2 separate regions of the Columba livia genome follow, and region 1 is linked to region 2. The links are chromatin contacts, called in public Hi-C maps. All regions are on one chromosome and are shown on one strand. The core of a region is the stretch at or near the end of the contact, and the rest is flanking DNA. Distances in the headings are between cores, read along the strand shown. Region 1 overlaps ADAM12 (ADAM metallopeptidase domain 12). Region 2 overlaps C6H10orf90 (chromosome 6 C10orf90 homolog).

Evidence for each region. Hi-C and Micro-C count contacts between places; a contact is called where the count stands out from the background.
Region 1: a Hi-C map of liver shows a contact between it and region 2, with 2.5 times the contacts expected there. The contact joins two enhancer-like sites. A contact is called at or near these places in 2 of 2 Hi-C or Micro-C datasets (crop and liver).

Annotation. Positions count from the first base shown.
Region 1 is chr6:3,369,813-3,372,645 of bColLiv1.pat.W.v2, reverse strand. All of the region lies in intron 3 of ADAM12 (ADAM metallopeptidase domain 12), which reads right to left. Among named protein-coding and RNA genes, the nearest start is that of ADAM12, 64 kb to the right of the region's middle. Within about 2 kb of position 1,480, at least 1 of the 3 cell types and tissues checked has an H3K27ac peak away from gene starts, as active enhancers do.
Region 2 is chr6:3,269,605-3,272,304 of bColLiv1.pat.W.v2, reverse strand. The region is part of intron 3 of C6H10orf90 (chromosome 6 C10orf90 homolog); the gene reads right to left. Among named protein-coding and RNA genes, the nearest start is that of ADAM12, 36 kb to the left of the region's middle. Within about 2 kb of position 1,349, at least 1 of the 3 cell types and tissues checked has an H3K27ac peak away from gene starts, as active enhancers do.

The sequences.
Region 1 (2,833 bases), core at 231-2,730, 100 kb before region 2:
TTACTAACAGCGTAGAGATAAACGTGACGGAGCTGGTTTATCACGCGGCCAGGCTCTGGTGTGAACTTACTGGGGCACAAACACAGTTGTAATTTGGAAGACCCCTAACTAATAAATTAGTCTTAACAATCCCATTTTCACACTACTTGCCTCTCAGGAATAAATAAATAAATAAAATAAAATAAAATAAAAAATTAAAAAAGAACACAAAACCCTGTCAGGTCACCAAGGGCAAGGTATTGGTTCTTGAAATGAATCCAGAATTATGACACACTTCAACAGCTGGGTCACAGGTACAAATAACAAAAACCCACACAATTAACAGTATAGAAGTTCATTTACTACAGTTACTGGGAACCACCAGTATATATCCAAGCCACATGCAGAGCTTCTGTGGGCTTCTGGGACACAAATCAAACATGACAAGAACCTCACAGGTTTTATTCTACATCATTATAGAAATTTTACTGGGGTTTTTTGGGGGTAAGGGAGGCAGAACTGAAGGCACTGTTGCTGATAACAGGCATCCAGCTCATTCAGGTGTACACAAAAAAATCAGAGTCTTGAATCCTTCCACAAAAATGTTAAAGTTGCCTTGAAGTCACCACTGTATGATTAGCACCTGAATACAGAACAGAATTACCACGTGTATGGTTTAGGGTCCATATAAACACATGCAGTGAATTTCCCTATGTCATGATATTAATAAAGAAAGGCAATTCAGATACACCTTGTGAAGGAATGCGGAACCAGCAGAGTATCTGCAACTGTTCTTTAAGATGAATAATGAATTTTCAGAAGGAGGAAACAAATCAGTGGCAGAAATGAATGGTACTAAGATAACTTTCACATGCAACAGAATGGAAACAGAACAAATCAAATTCAGGACTGAGGAGATGAAAATGATAAACAACCCATGACTAAGGAATCACAGGAAACAAGAACAAGGGAGGAGCACAGTCCTCCTTCCTATTTATCCATGGAGAGATTAAAAACCAAAACACTTCTTAACCACCACTCAATGCCTTTATTTCAGAATAAGGGAGCTCCGTCCTTCTGCATTTGGGGCACTGCTGCTCCAAATATCCTTGTGAGTGTAAATAAAAGAATTGCTGTTTAAAATCTTTCTTATATGTTGATGACAGATTTATCACATGAAGTAGCTGCGTCCTAGCAACAACATCACTCTTGCTAAACTCAGGCAATTGGAAAAATCAGTCAAATTCAGACACAATTCAGATTAAATGTCATAACTGATAAGGTAGGAAAAACACTAGGCCTTTCCAATTTAACTTTTTTTTATTCTCATCTCCATATCTCTGCCAGTGATTCATGCAATGACATTAGTAATACCGAGAAATAAATTAGAATTGACTTTCGCTAGAATATCTGAATAGTACATTAGCTCTTCTCTAGGCATGTCCGAGAGGAGTTCCCATTCTCCTGCAAACTAAATGCAAACAGCTTGTATAAAGCACAGATAGCTCCAAGTTGGGCTATTTCAGTACTCAAACTTCAGTCACATCCTAAACCTCTTTATAAGCCTGAAGGCTCCTAATTTTTCCTGGACTGGACCTCAACTCAACACCATTGCCAAGTCCTTGTTCATTTACTAGAGGATGCAAAGACTTCTAAGACTTCTGTCTGTGTTCCCTTTGAGAAAATCCTCTGCTTCTGAATTCTATGTTTCCATCCCTCGCGAATAGAAGGTTTTCTGGTTTCTTACAGAAAACACAGTTGCTTCCTCTTCTATATAAGCTTCAACAAACACAGTCAGTCAGCCAACTCTGCTATCAATAAAATTGCTTCTTCAAGATCCCAAAGAAAATTAAAAATTAGACATTATTATTAATATCAGCGTATTTTCAAGTCTCTTAAGTTATTAGGTTTCTTATTACTTCTCTGCTATGGCATATTTTCCAGTAGTCTCAACATAAATTTTGTAAAGCAAAGAATCTATCCTGTGACGAGTCTGTTCGTTCCCATTGCTGTCTGCTGTCTTCCTCTCTCCCACTTCCCTTTGAAACTATCTTTCTATTTAGGCAACTGAAAATAACAATATGAAGATCACAGAGGAACTGCTCATGGTTTACACTGTAACAGCTTTACAAATTAAGATGACCTTAAATTAGTCATGTGTCCCCTTTATGTAACCTATGCTTCCTGTACAATTTTTAGTCAGGAATTATGTTGTGTTGGTTTCCTTATACTCCATCCCTGACATAATTTCCTAAGGGGAAAGACGGTTTGCCAGCATCCTCTTCCAACACCAGCTGGACACTCTACCTTGTATTTGGTGTGCAACTGCCAGGGTTAAAGCTATTTGCATATTTTAGTCCTATCAGTAGTTTCACTGTTAATCACATACTCGACATTCTTAGTTTCCTTGGGCTGAGGTACTATGTTAATTTTTCCTTTCCTCCAGTTTCATTGACAGCAAACCCTGTGTAACCTTAACTGGACAAGAAAGGTTCTCCCTTGGAGATTCCTACGCACAGATCTCACCTGAGCCTCTTTTCTCCACCATCACCTCCACAAAGCACCCACCTGCCTCCCCAGTGTTCCTTGGCCTCCTGTGAGCAGCTGAAGAGGACAGATTACTATACAGCATATACGCTACGTACACCAGATTTATCATAATATCAGCACTGCCTCTGATAGATCTTCCAGACTATTAATCACAATTTATCCACTACCTTCAGCTCTCTTTCACCTACGTTTTTTTTTCTCTTTTATCATGTCAAGAGTACCAACTTTTTTTTATTCCTGCTGACCTCTTTACATTCAGTGCCAAACCTTTAGAAGCGAAGGCGTCTCCATCTCTCCCCTTCTC
Region 2 (2,700 bases), core at 100-2,599:
AAATCTTAGTCCTTATTAGATTCACTGTATGGTGGGGATTTTTTTTTTTGTCATTAACTAAGGCAATAAGAAAAGGTGCGCCTTGTTCTTGTCTAACATCGAAGGCCATCGGAATAATAACGGAGCCAATTTGGTAAATCCTTCTTTCTAACTCCTTGTTGAATTAACCTTCCAGTTGGGAAGGTACACCTAGGCACAGCCAATCCCCAGGAAAACACGGCAAAGCAAACCACACATGGGCTCCAAAGATCAATTCCCTCATCCTGAAAGCAGCTGTCAACTAACTAACGAATGTACATGCAAATGATATTTAGAAAAAAAAAAAGAAATACTTAAAGGTAAGATCACAGAGTTTCGCTCTGTACATTCTGGATGCGTTTTTAATGTACGATGTGGGGAATTAGGACTGTTACTCTCATTAAGACTATCTGGAATTGTATATCTAAATCCCCACGCACCTAACTTGAAATATATATGCCCCTCTGAGAACAGCTAGAATTGCAACTGGATGACTAGCAATATATGTTTTCTCTATTATCCCAGCTGAAGAAAGACTTTAAAACTAATGAATGAAGACATGCAAGCGTAATGCTTTGGGAGATACAGGAGAACAAAACTCAAAGAAACAGAAAGCAGAATGGTTCCGTTAATAAAATTCAGCAAATACAGATCCTGGTTGTAAAAGTTCAGTTGCTTATAGGAGAAAGTTACGGAACAAAATCATAACTACATCACAAAAAGGTCATTTTTGCCCAATGCAAAAAAGAAAAGGACAGCAGTTCGATCTTTAAATAATGACTTAGTGAAAACCATATGATATTGGAGGAGTTTAACATATTCTGTAAAACCAGGGGTAGGTTTTCAAAAGCTCCTTTTTTAAAAAAGAATCCTTGATCTCTGAGTAAAATGAGCGTATTGTTTTACTGCAAAGTATCTTTTTACATTTTCCTCCCTGTCCCTTCAGGGGGTTTTGCTAACGGGAAGTGACCCTGCATTACAGCAGGTTAAACTCGCCTTTCCGTGAAACACGGCCAATTCAGTCCAACAGACCCTTTTCCATTGTTACGACCTTTTTTTTTTCCCTGCTTTCCACTTCACAGAGGGATAATGCAGCTTTTCATACTTTCACACAACACTCTTCCCAGCGTTTCAATGTGGATTTTTGACAATTCATGACAAAGTGCTTCTTTGAAATTGCCCAAAGCTCCTTTTAACACACGCGGCGCTACAAAACCTCCGCGACCACCAAGCCAGCCCACCGAGAAGCGGCCGGGGAAGGAGACACACAGCGTTGATTCCCCATGTGTCGTTAATGAGATCAGACACGGCCACTGTAGGTAGGCTTTACATTACAGACCACCTGCTGTTGTTTTTAAATAGATATTTTTTTTAATTTAATAAAAGCTCCGTGCCCTGGGCTGCCGAGCTCTCCCAGACCTCCGCGATGGGAGCTGATGCTGCCAATACCCCAAGCAGAGAGGAGCAGCAATTAATGTTTCTTAAATATAAGTAACTTCAACCTTCTTCAAGATTTAGACCCAGGTGTGTGTAGCTTGTACAGAGCCCACACATCTCAGGCAACAATACATAACCCAAACCAAGACTCCAGCCAATTTCAGAGACTGATGACCCAACCCCTATCATGAATCAAGTATTACCACTGCTAAGCCACACGATCTTGGATATAAGTAAACAGACCGCACCGTCTCAATAGCCTGGTAACACAGAGAACGGGAAACACAGAGAGCAATGACAATATTATTAGTTACTTCAGTGTTTGTCAAGGGATGGGAGATAGGATGGATAATTTATTGTTCAGATCGCTGCCAAGGATCACTTCTAATCAGTCAACAAGCTGCAGTCAGCAAGGAGTGCTACAAAATGTTGATGTTTTTACTGAAATTTCGGCTGACCAGGATGAGACCCATGTCCCTAACTGCCTTTTCATGTTTGTCAAATGTTTTGTTTGCAACAGGCAGTGTCAGCTGCTGTTCGGTATTAACATCCACAGATACTATCCGAATTGCAAAAAAATCCTGACAGTAATGTAGCTCTGCTCGTGCTCCCTAATTAAAATGTAATCACAGAATCCCAGAATGTCAGGGGTTGGAAGGGACCTGGAAAGCTCATCCAGTGCAATCCCCCCATGGAGCAGGAACACCCAGATGAGGTTACACAGGAAGGTGTCCAGGCGGGTTGGAATGTCTGCACAGAAGGAGACTCCACAACCCCCTGGGCAGCCTGGGCCAGGCTCTGCCACCCTCACCGGGAACAAGTTTCTTCTCATATTTAAGTGGAACCACCTGTGTTCCAGTTTGAACCCATTGCCCCTTGTCCTGTCACTGGTTGTCACCGAGAAGAGCCTGGCTCCATCCTCCTGACACTCCCCCTTTCCATATTGATCCCCATGAATGAGTCACCCCTCAGTCTCCTCTTGTCCAGCTCCAGAGCCCCAGCTCCCTCAGCCTTTCCTCACACGGGAGATGCTCCACTCCCTTCAGCATCTTGGTGGCTGCGCTGGACTCTCTCCAGCAGTTCCCTGTCCTGCTGGAACTGAGGGGCCACAACTGGACACAATATTCCAGGTGTGGTCTCACCAGGGCAGAGCAGAGGGGCAGGAGAACCTCTCTGACCTACTGACCACCCCCTTCTAACCCACCCCAGGTACCATTGGCCTTCCTGGCCACAAGAGCCCAGTGC